2 separate regions of the Arachis hypogaea genome follow, and region 1 is linked to region 2. A link is a contact called in public Hi-C data. All regions are on one chromosome and are shown on one strand. The core of a region is the stretch at or near the end of the contact, and the rest is flanking DNA. Distances in the headings are between cores, read along the strand shown.

Evidence for each region. Hi-C and Micro-C count contacts between places; a contact is called where the count stands out from the background.
Region 1: a contact with region 2 is called in a Hi-C map of leaf, with 2.1 times the contacts expected there. The contact joins the promoter of LOC112707204 here to the promoter of LOC112800837 in region 2. A contact is called at or near these places in 2 of 8 Hi-C or Micro-C datasets (both in leaf).

The regions. Positions count from the first base shown.
Region 1 is chr1:24,202,977-24,210,127 of arahy.Tifrunner.gnm2.J5K5, reverse strand. LOC112707204 (protein tesmin/TSO1-like CXC 2) reads right to left here and starts at 2,559. Exons shown (of 11, transcript XM_072223829.1): 1 at 1,978-2,559; 2 at 1-308. The coding sequence starts at 121.
Region 2 is chr1:24,065,870-24,073,598 of arahy.Tifrunner.gnm2.J5K5, reverse strand. It overlaps LOC112800837 (lysine-specific demethylase JMJ26), which reads left to right and starts at 5,708. Exons shown (of 13, transcript XM_025843247.3): 1 at 5,708-6,189; 2 at 6,989-7,539; 3 at 7,656-7,729. The coding sequence starts at 6,994.

The sequences.
Region 1 (7,151 bases), core at 1,310-3,809, 140 kb before region 2:
ATCGGTGGTTGAATATGCATCCTGTGCAGATGTGCAACAAGGAAAGGAATGTTCCCGGCAACAGAGCACTCTGATCCAGCATAAGGACAATTGTATGATCTGAAATTGCATTCTGTCTCATGCTTCAGCTTGCTGTAGTATGGAAATATTTCTGGATATCTAAGGGAGTAGTACTTGCAAGGTAACTAGAGTGATTCAGCCACCTTTTCCAGCACCAGACACCTAATATCTCCAAGCTCTTGTCTACAAGTGGGACACCGATTGTGCACCCTTGTTTAATGTATGCCCATTATGGCACTGCAAGAAATCTATTGGAACTTTCATTTTCCACATCTTCACAAATACAGACATTTTGCAGTATGTGTCAAGTGTCAACTAATAATATACTTCAATACAGATTGTCTATAAGAAATCCTAGACAATCAATATTCCTCAGAATCCAGTCTGAATGCTCTCACCCTCTCATTTTTTTCATCTCCTAACAAGAACCACCTACATATGCTATGCATTCCTACATTCCAACTACAACATAGGCAGTTAGTTACTTACATGCGCCATGCATGATTACATCAGTTTGCTAAGGTAGTTTTTCGGTCAGTAATTTATACCTGCATAACTTTGGGGAAAGGCTTATTTTTCTAGTCTCTTTGGGTTCCAGCTTATTCGCCTTTAAAGGTTTCAGTCAGTAATTTCTCTCTGCTGGTTTTTCTCTCTCCTTTCTCCTAACAAAGTTTCTTTAACAAGAAAAGGAGATAAACCAAATAAATCTTCCTGACATTTTGAGTTTTTATTTGTAGTTCAGAGTTAGCTGTTACTTTAGTTCATATTATACATAAAAGACCTCAGCTAGGGGACGGGGGACATAAATGAAATCGGCATTTTTGCCAAGGCCAATCTTCAACTTTTTTGTTCCCATTTATTATGACTTCTAAGGTAACCATATAACTTACTGTTCCAATCTTCTTACTCAGCCTAATAGATAAGAAGAAGTAAATCCTTTACTACTTTTCAATAATTGATACAGAGAGCTTTCAACCATAGCATCCCTTGGGTCACACTGACTTCATATTGTCTTCTACTTCAGATAAAATATATGTTCTCATGGTCTATAAACCTAATAGGTGGTTTTGTGCAAATCCTTCTTCAAACTTTTAATTATACCCAAGGCCTTTTTAATACCAGAGCTTCTATAGGCTAAAATCCCAAAAATATGTAAACTCAAATTCTACCATATTTCTAAAATAGATGCTACTGCAACATTGTCTTGAATGCATTTATTCCTAATCCTATCTTGTTGCCATTTTACCACCCAAGCTTACATCTGATACAACAACAAAATATAGTTGTGTACAAAGTACTTTCTTGAGTTTAACTAACAAAGAACATCCACAGTACTCCTCGGATTCATTCACCAAGGTCTTACTACATATTCATCAAACATAAATCAAGTTTACTCCATACCAACTTCTAATGGAAACATTTTTGTAAAATCAGTTCTAACTAAACTTACTTTCAGAAACTATAATATCAAAAAGAAAAAAAAAAAAAACTTCTTATACCAAAGACTACTGATAAATTTACAATTACTAAACAAGAATGAAACACTGGACTACAGTAAATAATTCACTTTGCTCAAATTTTATTAGTAATAAACAAATGTTAGATTAAAGTTTTGACACCATGGTAAACTCCTTGAACTCGCATCTCACTGCAATCATTATTTTAGCTCAATTCCACTAAATCAAACATGCCCTTCTATACACAACACTTTCTCAATGTAACCATAACCCTAAATTCCCAAAACCAACTCCAAGACCCATTCCCCCAACTCAAAGAAAATTCAATTAATACTCAAAAACACATGTCATCAAAATTCACTCAATCCAACTTCAAATCCATCACCAAAAGGAATTAGCAATCACCTCAAAATAATTTTAAAAAAATGAATAAGATGAAAATTAGGGACAGAACCCTAACCTGATGAATTGGGGGATACATTGAATTGGTGCAAACGGGACATTCAAGCAACTCATGGACGCTGGTTGCAGGAGGAATAACCACCGTTGCGCCCATAACATTGTTGTTGTTGTTGTTGTTGTTGGCGCCTCCATTCCAAGGCTTCGAAGAAGAAAACTCAAAGTAATGATGAGGACGAAGGTTATGGTGTTGGATCTCATCTTCATCCGTGCCATCAGAGGATGACACACTCAATGCTGTCAATAAAACAATTTGGATACAAAGAAAGAAAGAATACACAGTTAAGAAAATCGAGAAAATTTCATTATTTTTTCATCGATTTAAATACACAGCCAAAAACTTGGACATCTCTCTTTTTCTTTCTTCTTCTTCCTTCTCCAATTGTGTTGGTGATTATTCTCTTTGTCTTTCTGGTTTCGGTGGGAAAAGTTTTATATCAAGCGAAACTAGAAGAAGAATGGAAAGAGAAGAGGAGAAGGAAGACGAGGAAGGTGGTCATGGATTAAAGATGGCAAAACTGTTCGAGACGCCGAGAATTCTGCGGGGACTATTCCGAATAAAGATCTGAGTGTGAAGATTTTTTGTCAATGTTCAAAATTTATAAATTTATTTAATTATTTTTAATAATTTATTTTTTATATATATTTTTTAGTCATTTGGCATGTTATATATATAGATTTAAAATTTTTAATTTTTATTTACATCACTCTTCTTTAATTTATAAATTTTTAACGGCTATTATCGTTCATATTTTATTTAATTTTTTTGCATTTACTCTCTCATCACTCTTCTGTCTCACTGTATTGTCATCTCTCACCGTTTCATTATTCTCACGGTATCGTTCTCTATATTCATGGCATTCATTTTCACAACTCTGTCGTCGTATTCATTCTCCTCTCTTTGCTGTTGTGTTTTCCACCTTGTCCACTGCTCTGTGTTCTAGTTCGTTGTGGCATTTCCCATTGCATCATTTTGAAAGAAATCGACATCTTGTTGTTTAGATTTTTGTATAAAATCTTGCTATTTTTATATAAGATGAATATTTTCAGCTCTATTCCCATGAAAATTAATAATTAGTCAAAATTATCAGAGAGATGAAAAATCTTGGTGAAAAATGGAACTCTGTGGGAAATGGAGATAGGAAGCAATATTCTCCTACGACAGAAAATGGAGACGGGAACGAGGAGTAAATCTCGGGACGGGAATAAGGAGTAGAGAGGCAATCTCCGCCCCTACTATAGACTTTTTTTTTAAAGTACTAAGTTTGGCCTGACCTGAAGCCTGTTAAAAGACTTGATAATTTTTTTTACAAAAACAAAAATATTATTTAAAAATTATTTTTTTAATAAAAATATTTATAGGTAATATGTCATATTTAATATTTATAAAAATTTTTAAATTTTAATGTATTTAAAATATACAAAAGTATTTATAATAAAATATAATAAATTTAAAATATATCATAATTTTATTAATGATAAAAAAATTATTTATATATTTAATTATGTATTAATAGGCCCAGACAGGCTTGAGAGGCCAATAAAGCTAATTAGTAAACTTGGACTTGACCTATTAATATATTAAGGCTTATAGAAGAGTCTGAACCTGTGCTTATTTTATAACAGGTCAAGTCAGGCCAGGCTGCAGGTCTTGGCAGACCACCTGACTTTTTTCCACCCCTATCTCCACACATAGTTGTAAGGGAGAGATTTGTTGGGTTTTTTGGGCTCCCTTTTATGTGGAGAAAAAGTCAAAATATTTAGTATCCAAGTTCATGAATAGTTGATGTAGCTTAGGTGAGTTAGGGTTAAGTGAGAGAGGTCTTATTTGCAAGAACAACACCAAACACTAGAGAAAAAAGAAGAGAGAAAGTCATTTTCGCACATATACAGAGATGTCTTTGTAAATTGGTCATTGCAGATTCGTTAACCGTTAGATCGAGCTCAAATTTGGACAGTGTGTTCCACACATCTGGTTCTTTATTTTCACCGTTCAAACCTTTGATTCGATGTCTGTAGCTGGAGATATTGGCCACACACAGCAGTTTTGTTTTGTGGTATTTTCATCTTCTTGTTCTTGTTTTGTAAACTTTGAAGTTTGGGTTGTTTGGCTTATTGTATGCACATTTTGTGCAATAATTTGTGACTCTCTTATACTCTATTTTTTATCATAATGAAGCTATTTTCTGATATTAGTAATTCATAGTTTTTACTACTCTCATCTAAAAAGTTTTTTACGTTAAAAATCTTAGCTTGTCTTTAATTTCGGTTTTATGTTATCTTTCCACTGATATTAGGTATTATTGTGCTAGTATTAATATTTATCGTGAATAGATATTGTTGCTCTTTTAATTCTTACAAATAAAAAATTGTGTGTTTTATTCCTATCAATATATTCACATCCGCAAATTGAAATTATTAACCCTGTGATTGAGAATTTAGAGTTATGTTAAGTTATGATGGGTTGAAAATTTTGGATAATTCTTTAGTTACTGCATTATATTGTTACTGAAATCCATCTTTTATATAATTCATAAATGCACGGAAAAAAGAAATTAAAAAAAGGAGGATAAATTGTTAAAATATTTGTATTAATATGTAAAATGCATGTTTTTGTGTTTAATCAGGGGCGCCACATACACATACACTAGATTTGTTTTCATGTTATCACATGGCATCTATCTATAACTTCATTTTTCGTGCTAACTTGATCAATTACAGGTAGATTCTTTTCATTAACCTTGAGTCATTGCATGTTTATCTTTTCATACTTGTTCATCATCATAGCTCATGTTATTACTTTTACATTTTCATGGATATTGTATTATCATTAAGCAGCAGTCACACAACCTTGTGGGTAGTATACTATTCAGCTTCAGTCTAATGAATTTTGGCTAGTATATTATTAACCTTTTGGCTAGAAGCCTAGAATATAATGATATAATGAAGTCATACGCTGTTGAATCAGTTTTTTCTTTTGTTTTATATTCTATGGCATTAACATTATATTATCATATTAAAAATATCAAGATTGGATTAATATATTATTTTTATGCTAGTTATTATGCTAGCATATAAAGGAGATTTTTTTATGGGAACTAAATTTCATATCTCGAATATCGGAAAAATTTAGGGTCACTCAGCTATTTTGACCGCATTAGTTGAAAGGTGAAAGCTAGAGATACATCCGTTTCATCTTCCATTTATTGAATATACCAACACTAGAAGATGTTACAATAATTCTTGGTGTCTTCACAAATAGTCTATTAGTTATATGATCATCAGACACCACTTCAACGAGCTTGAAAGTGATCACATGATGTATGAGGCATTATTTTGGGTGTGCACTTGGAGCGAGGAATCATAAAGGGAGCGACATTAAGTTGGCATGCTTTTGCAATTTAAAACGTCACATAGGCTGCCTTTGTTTTTATAAACAGTACAGGATATGACATTGAGACAGAGATACTGAGACAAAGACACTAAAAATTATTCTTTATGTATTGTGTTTGGATATAATGGATAAGACACTGATGTAATGTCTAGTATCCTGTTTGGATACATATAAACAAGACTAACATATAATATAAAATTACTAAAATAGGCCCATCTAATTTTAATTTTCATACCCACCTCTCACCGTCTCTGTGTTGCACTCCTTGGCTGCCACCCTAACTCTTCTCCAGGAACGGTGGAGGAGTGAATGTTGTTCCACCTGCACGACGTTGTCTGTTTCTTGTGCCGCAACTTGTTTTTTGTTTCTCCCAACTCAATCTCTCTTCTTTCTCTTCTTGACTGTTGTTCTAAACCTTCTCTTTGTAAGTTCTATCTTGCTTGATTTTCATTAGTTTCTGATGCGTGAGCATCTTGTCTATCTTTTCCTAGTGAATTTGCACTTAAATTGTTGAATTTAATTAAGAATTAATTATATTTTAGCCACTATGGATGCTATTTTGAGTCTTGGATAATTTTAGTTATTTCAGGTAGCATTCGGCTAGATTTGATGGAGTTTCCGCAGCACAAGAATCAAAAGAGATGGCTGCGAGGAGCGACGCGCATGCGTGCCTGACGCGTGCGCGTGATCTGGAAGTTTCCACAGCGACGCGTGCGCGTGACTGACGCGCACGCGTGAATTGAAGATTTGCTCAGTGACGCGTCCGCGTGACCGATGCGTCCGCGTGACTTGCGAAGAAGACCAGCGACGCGTACGCGTGACTGACGCATACGCGTGACGTGCGCGATCTGCAGAATTTACAGAAATTGCTGACGTGGATTTTGGGCCGCGTTTTGAACCAGTTTCCAGCCCAGAAAACACAGATTAGAAGCTGCAGAATGGACAAATCAAGTGGTCCCCATCCATCAGCGGAAGACTTGTTAATTAATTCTAATTTAAATTCAAATATGATTTTGAGGAAAAGATATTATTCTTAGATAAATAGAGTTTAAAATTTATTAGGATCGAAGAAAAAAAGAGGAACTCTGCACATTTAGACAGGGACACATATTGTTACCAGAACCCTTATTTTTCTTCTATGAACCATGATCAACTAATCTTTCATTGTTAAGGTTAGGAGCTTTGTCTATTTTCATGGATTGATTCGTTTGATCTTTTTAATTTAATTCATGTCTTGATTTATATTTCAATAATTGTTTTCGTTCTTTATTTTATGAATATGGGTGGAACGGAAGTATAACCCATGTTCTAATTGAGTTCTTGTAAACCTTGGAAAAGCTCTTTACTTGAACAATAGCTTGAAAATATATTATACTAAATTTTTAATTGTTTGTATTTAACGGGATACGTGACATATAATCCCCTTATTTGTGGATAATTAAGATTCTTTTGGCATATAAACTAGAAATTGATCATCACCCTCTAATTGGAATTAATTAACCAAGGGATTGGCAATTAATGAATTTTAGAAGAGACTATGAAGGTCTAAGGAATTAGGGTCTAGTCACATATAGTTTGCCATGAAATTAAATCTTGCATGATTAAATTAATTAGTAATAAAAGTTAATCCGAAAAATAGATAACTGCTTTCTCAATACTTTATTCTCAACTTATTTATATGCCTGTCTTTAATATTCCAAATTTGTTGTTTAATGCTTTTTGAATATCTCAAAACCATTTTCTACTTGCCTAACTAAGCTTATCGCTCAATAACTGTTGCT
Region 2 (7,729 bases), core at 4,459-6,958:
TGATTTAATCTAAATGATACACATGAGAATAGTGTTGTGAGGTCTTTATTATTTTCTTTATAAGGTCTCAAATCAGAATAAACAAGGATTGATAACGGTAATAGTGATGATGTAGGAATCTCATATGAGAGAAATATTTTTATGATGAAAATTCCTACTTTGAAAGGGAGGAATAATGTTGAAGCTTATTTCCAATAAAAAAAAGTTATATTTGATTTTTGGATGTTCCAATCTTTTAAAGAAAAAGATCAGATTGGTAAAAACCAAATTTCAAACGATGCACGTGTTTGGTAGAATGAGTTAGGTAGATTTAAAAGAAAGTACGGTAAAAGTCAATTTGCACCTGAGAAAAAGATAAAAAAATCATAAGAAACTATTTGTGCCATCATGATGATGTCAGAAATTTTTTGGAAAGCTCCGTAAGTTAAAACAAATATCAAAATCTATATAAAAAAAAGTACCACAAGGAGTTATTGAATTTGATGAGTAAGGATAATATTAAAAAAATCGTAAAATTCTTATGAGGTGACTTTTGGTTGGATTAAACCAAGAAAATAAAAATGAGGTTGAACTTTACCATTATGCATCAATGGATGATCTAGTGAATTTGGTCATTAAGATGAAGAAACAGTAGCAATTTATGCTAGTTTGGCTTTCTTCAGACTTCAATTTTATATGAATTTTAAAGAAGCAAAATATGATGATAAGACAAAATTTATAGTTGTAGATTTCAAGAAGAATCATATAGAATAACATAAGAAGAATAGTTCGTCTAAACCTATCTTCAATTCTTCTTCAAGTCTAGTAATGAAAGCATTTGTTGAGTATGCTATAAGTGGAGATGTGTACTTGAAAAATTTTAAGAAGAAGAAAGTGGCAAAAAGAGTGAGTGTCTGGGTGAAAAGAGTATATGTTTGAGTCAAAGAGATAGTTTTGAGAGAAAGAAAGAGAATAGTGAGAAGGAGAAGACAATGAGAGAAACAAAAAACTAAGAGTAATTAACACACTTGTGAGAAGGGCCTAAAAAGTAGTAGTTTAGACAAAAATGTATTAATGTTAATGAAGTCCAAAACGTCTTCAATTTCTCATATTGAAATTAATCATGAATTACATAGTGTTTTCATGACACATTTTTAAGTTTTGTAGGTTTGCGATAAATTTTGAAGACATTAATATAAATGGAAAGAAAGAAAAAGTAACTAATTCTATACTTTAATGAGTAATTACATGGAGCAAGATTTAAGTACTCAATGTATGATAATGCTGTATGTTTTATATTTTATAGTTCAAGAGATCTTGAACAAGAGGCATTTAAAGTAGACTGAGTTAATTGATTAATTTTTACATATAATTTAACAAGATAATGACAATGTGGTTATTAATAAATTGTCCGAAAAGTATGATCTAATTACTACTCTTACTCCTAAGTTGTTCGTATTTAGATATATGAATAAATTTTTATGCAACTAAATCTATTTTTCATTTTATGTATGCTACTTGTGAGAATATTGATTTAAAATGTCATAGTGAAATAAAAAGAATACCAAATTTGTTATCTATATATTTTTATTGGCTACATAAACATAAGGGTGTAGAAAGAATTTACATTATTACATTGCATTTAAGCAAGCTAAATCTCTAGTGTTGCTACATATTTTTGTGCATCTTTTTACTTATTCCTACTCATACATAGATGGATATTTCTGTGGATTTTTTATTTGACTTGTTTAAGATTAGAAAACATAAACATATCATTATTCTTGTTGTGGACAGATTTGGTATAATTGCACATTTAATTGCATGTCAAAATTTTGAAGATTTCACACATATACTGAGTTATTTCTAAAAGAGGTTGATTATGTGTTAATTTATGCTAGTTACTTGGATGATCATATCTTACATGTTAAGAGTGTTTTGGTTAATTATTTGTGAGACATTGAGATTCTTTATAATTTTATTGGTTATTATCCTTGTGAATATTTGAATCATTTTAACTATCTGACTATTTTGAATTTAATGTTTTTGTCTTTGAGTAATGATGTTATTTTAGATGGTGAAAATAAGGATGAAAAGATTAAACTTGCAGTTATGAAGACTCATAACATAGTCAACAAGAAAGACATAACTACTATATAATGGACAAAGAAGAGTCATCAAAATATGGTCATTGAATTAGGAGATTGGGTTTGAATTCATTAGAGAAAAGAGAAGCTTCTTATTATTTAGAGGAAAACTACACTTGTTGGAGAAAAGATAAGATAATCCATTCCATGTGTTAGAGATTATTAATGATAATTCTAACAAAATTAAATTTAATGGTAAGTATTATGGTTCAGTTGTGTTTAGTGTATTCAATTTATATATATATATATATATATATATATATATATATATATATATATATATATATATATATATATATATATAAATTCAAGGACGAATTTTTTTGAAGAGGAAGAGGATGATACATTTTCAAGAGGCATTTTTGTCACTCTAGAATCAAGGCGCAAAATAGTAATATTTTCATCTTAAAGAATCTAATTACCAGAAGAATTACATTATGCTGGCCTTAGAGATTAAGAAAACCATGAGTTCATTTTAAGAGCAATAATATTGACTTGACGACACTCATACACGAAGAAATGCATCAATTGTGAGCCAAGAAAGAGAAGACAATGGCCATTAGACTAAATGAGGACAATAAAAAACCAAAAAATTCTTTTCAAGTTCATTGAAAAGGCATTAACCTAATACTAAAGAATAGAACAATTATCAAAGATATATTTGTCATCAAATTAAAATATTAAAATAAAAATATAGTTAACCAAAAATCTGTTTGTAATAACTACATTATATGCTCTATATATTAAAAAAAATTCTAGACAATTTTTATTATCGTAAATGATGCTGAAGACCAATATGATTGAAACTATGTGGCATATAAAACTTGTAAAAGAAAAACAGAAAAAAGAAAAGGTAAATATTTTTGCAACGATAATTGTCGAAAAAAAGTAAAATATCTGTAAATAAGATAACAGAAGTCACGATAACAATAAGAGTAATGGCAAAAAAGGTTTCAATAATTGCGATAACGTCAGATTTAAATAGAGAAAAAGGTTAAATTCAGAAAGAGAAAGGGAGGAGGATGAACAAATTTAAAAAGGAGATAGATTTAGATTTAGAATTTTTTGTTTTCCATTTTTTTAGATAACAGAATACGAGAAATTAAAAGAAGAAATAAGAGTAGGTTTGTTTTGTTAAGACACTAATTTTTTAAAGACACGAAAATATACATACATACATAAAACACATGTATTTGATGTCTTTCAAAAAAGATGAGACACTAAGACACACTAAATGAGACATAAATTTTTACTCTTTTATTTATGATTATTTTTTAAAATACCATTCTTATCCCTTAATCTTAACCCCTTTTTTCATTTTCTCCTTCCTCGTTCTCATTTTTTCTCTTTCTTTCTTCCTATTTCCTTTGTCACTTCCTTTTCTCTCCACCACCGTCACTGCCGTTGCTGTCGCACCTTTCTCTTTTCATCTTTCTTTCTCCACCACTTGTTTAGATCCAGATCTGTCGCTGTCGCTATGCTCCACTCTGGTGAACTCATGCAGTTCCAACATGTCCAGAGGCCAGAGGCGACTCCGGTTACACAGAGAAAATACCCTCGCTCCCTTGGTCCAGATCTGTCACCTCCTTCTTATTTGGTTCAGATCCCCTTCTGCCCTTGCTTTCTCCTTGCCACCACCTCTCTTTCTTTTCCTCTTCACAGTTCGCACCATCGCCTCTCTTTCTCTTCCTCTTCAGTCTGCTACTATTGTTCTATCTGATTTTGCTTTTTGTTCATTCTTCTTTCTCTTTATCTCTTTCTTCATTTTTCTATTTTTCCAAAAAAAATTTAATTTTTTTATTATGTATCTTTTTATTTTTTAATATTATTGAATTTATTGGTGAAATTATTGAAATTTTTTGATATCTGAATAATTTATTTTTGGCTATATGAATGGTAGTGGAGAAGAAAAATGAATGGTCATAGAGTGAAATTTCTGTGATGATGATGACAAAGGTAGAAGATGGAGTTAAACTTCAAAGTAGTCCCTGAAATTCACGAAATACACTGATTTGGTTCCTGACTTTTCAATTGCACTATTTATGTCCTTGAGATTGGAAAAAATGCACCTATTGGTCCTTTCCCGTTTTTCCGTCCAAATTACTTTTCGGTGGTAGTGATGTGGCAATAGATTGCCACACTGGAGTGTCTAACGATTACATGACGTGGCAATTGAAAGTGTTTAAGCCAATGTGGTCCCTGAGCCCCTTTTTAACCCTAACTGCAGAACTTCTCTGTTCGTTTTCACTCATTGCATGGGTACAAAAACTATTTAATTCGACCTTATTTCTCTTTTGGTTCATCACCAATCTTCGGTTACCTACCAAAAACAAACTTCAATTTTCAAGTTTTTGTGAATTTTAAGCCATCTGGGTATTCTTCCTTCCTTGAAAAAGGTAACCTTTTTTCTTTTTTTTTGTTGTTTTAATATCAAATTCTTCAATGGTACAAGTTGTTGAGGAAGGAGAGAACAACAGAACTCGCATGAGCGATTTCCCAAGAGATCTGCTAAAAAGGTTCATGTCCATGAACCATCATCACCATCATGAGCTACAACAACAACATCACCATGGTGATGGAGATGCAGAACAAGAGATTGAGCTGAGCCTCGGTCTGTCAATGAACGGTCATTTTGGTGTGGACCCAACAGCAAAGAAGATCAAGAGAACAACATCAATGTCCGAATTCTCATTCTCAAAGCCCCTCATCAGAGATGAAGATAATAACAACAGCAATAATAATAATTAAGATATTGGGGTTACTCTAATAACATGCCAATGCCTTGCACAATGAATCTGATAAGAACATGTTTCCTTCTAACGGAGACAGAGGAGGAGTGGAGGAAGAGGAAGGAGTTGCATATGTTGAGGAGGTTGAAAGCAAGAAGAAAGCGCTTTGAGAAACAGCAGAGGAACATGAAGGCCATGAGAAAAAAGAGTAATCGTTCTTCTTCTTTCTCTGAAGATATTGTTGCTTTTGTTTATGGAAACTATCAATTTGGTGGAGGCTACTTTGAATGAATTTAGTAGTTTGGGGAGAACGGCATCGTTGAGTACTAGCGTGGAAATCCATTGCCACATCACTACTGCTGCCAGGAAGCAGTTTGGACAGAAAAACGAGAAGGGACCAAATAGGTACATTTTTTTTTCAATTTTGATGACATAAATAGTGCAATTGAAAAGTTAGGGATTAAATCGGTGCATTTTGTGAATCTTAGGGACTATTTTAGGATTTAACTCGTAGAAGATGGGAGTATTATGGACTTTTTAATATTTTGTGTTTCTTACATATTTGCTTTGTCAAACACAAAATATATATATACATGTATGTTGTGTTTATATCTTTTTGATACATATTTCAGTGTTTATAACTATGTCTAAAATATAACAAAACACCATCTGAAAGAGATACAACAAAAAGTTAGAAGTTGAAGATTGAAAATTGAAAATGATTCATCGTAAAACTAATTTTAAAATTTAATATATTTTTAAACAGAATCGACTAAAATTTAATTATTAGATATTTTTATTGAATATAATTCATCTTTTATCTTTTATATAAAAAAATTCATTTAATTCTTCATCAATTTTTTCGGCACCTAATCTTTCAGGATCCAAAATAGCTATTTTTACTTTATTCATTCTTCAGATTTTCTTTTGCATCTCGCGGTAAAAATCTGTCTGGTTGGGATTGTTGCCAAAACAAAAAGCCCTAATCTGAGTGTGAGCGAGTGTGAGTGAACGAATGTTTGCATTGGTTTACCTGTACGGCATTATAAGGGGGATCACATCGTTATCGTAAAAAAAAAAAAAAAAACAAACACTTTCTGCACTTGTTCTTTTTTTCAGCCAAGCGGTGGATGACTTCCCCTTAAATCTCTCTCTCTCTATCTCTCTGCAATCAATCAATCAAATCAATTATTATTATTGATTGAATAATTAATATTTCAATCCGTATCTCTCTCTTTACTCATCATATCAAACGCCATTAATACTGCTCTGTTCTATTCTACAATCTCGAACGATTTCATCGGCTCTACCGCTCTTTACATGCTTTTCTTGATTAGGTACCTTACCTTCCTTTCTCAATTTGTTTTCTTTTGTTTTTTTTATCGTTTTGTTTTATTTATTTTTCGTTTTACCGGCGGCGTGAATCATTCAAGACGCATGCAAAAACTCTTTTGGGGACGTTGTTGATTTCGAGTTCGATGGTTTCTTTGTTGCATAATTACTGATCACTAAAGCAATGCAATTCGAAATTCTAATTTTTTCTCTCTCTGTTTTGTTTATGTTTTATGGGCAAAGTCGCGTTCTTGGTTGAAAGGATTTTATTGGGTTGACTTCACTCTCTAGTCAACTCAGTTGTATCTCTTTGCCTGAAGGAACTGTATATTGAAATTCATCAATTGTTCTTGTACCTGTTAATTTCTTGATGAATTTAACAATAGGATGGATTTACCGTATTTAATAAACATGAACAAAAAAAAAGAAAAAAGAGGAGTCCTTTTCCCCCAAAATAATTTGGATACATAAATCATAATTAACCTCTTGATGGTAATTAATTAGTCTTTTATACCAGCACATTTGCTAATTTTCTATACATTGTTATGCATTTAGCCACTGAAACGTAGTTGTAATTGTTCACATTGTTCCCCCCAAAAAAGTTGTGTTCATGAATAATGATTGAGGTTCTGATGGTAAGTAATTGGTCTGCTATACCAACATATTGTTAATTTGCTATGCATTGTTATGCCTGTTCACATGATGTGAATACACCCCATTAACGTGGGTGAATGAGTGATAATCTAGGGTAGAACAGTTGAATAGTTGTAATTATCTGAGATTGATTTTTGGTCTATTCTGCAGCAAGAATGGAGGTAGCTGTTCCTAGACAACAACAGTCAAATCAACAGACTGAGGATAATCTGCAGTACTCAAGATACTCAAGAACTTTCCGGAATTCAAAGAGAAAGGCCGAGGAGAATATTGTTAACGGGAGTGATGAGGAGCCAGAGCCAGAAGAGGGAGAAAAAACTATGGGAACTCTGGAGAGGGGTTCTTTGGTAGGAATGGAGGTTCCATTTGTGAAAAAAGAACAATCAAATAAGCTTATTGGCAAAAGTCCACACAAAACCTCAAAATGTTCTAGAACTTCTGGTGTTTTGAAGAAAAGAAAGGTTCAAGAAAATCACAAGCATGATTTTACGGAACCAAAGTCAGAAGGGAAAAAAGACCTGTTCAGTTCAAACAGGACTACCAGGAAGGTAGATGAACCAAAGAAATTCAACACCTCAAATAAGAATGACCAATATGAAGATGGTCTCTTGATTGACGATTTGGATGATGATGATGAAATGCTTTTCCTTCTAAAGACAAAGTACACAAGAAGGGCTAGAAGAATGGATGATAATACTACGGTAGCTATCATTTATAATAAATTTCCAATGCTGGGAAACTTGATCTTTTAGGACCATATACTCAGGGCTAATAATTATATCATACTTCAAGGGTACCTAACTAATTTTGTTTTCAGGTTGTTGAACAGAATCCCCGGAAATGTCATCAATGCTTGAAGAAGGAGAGAACAACTTTTGTGCCTTGTTCTAA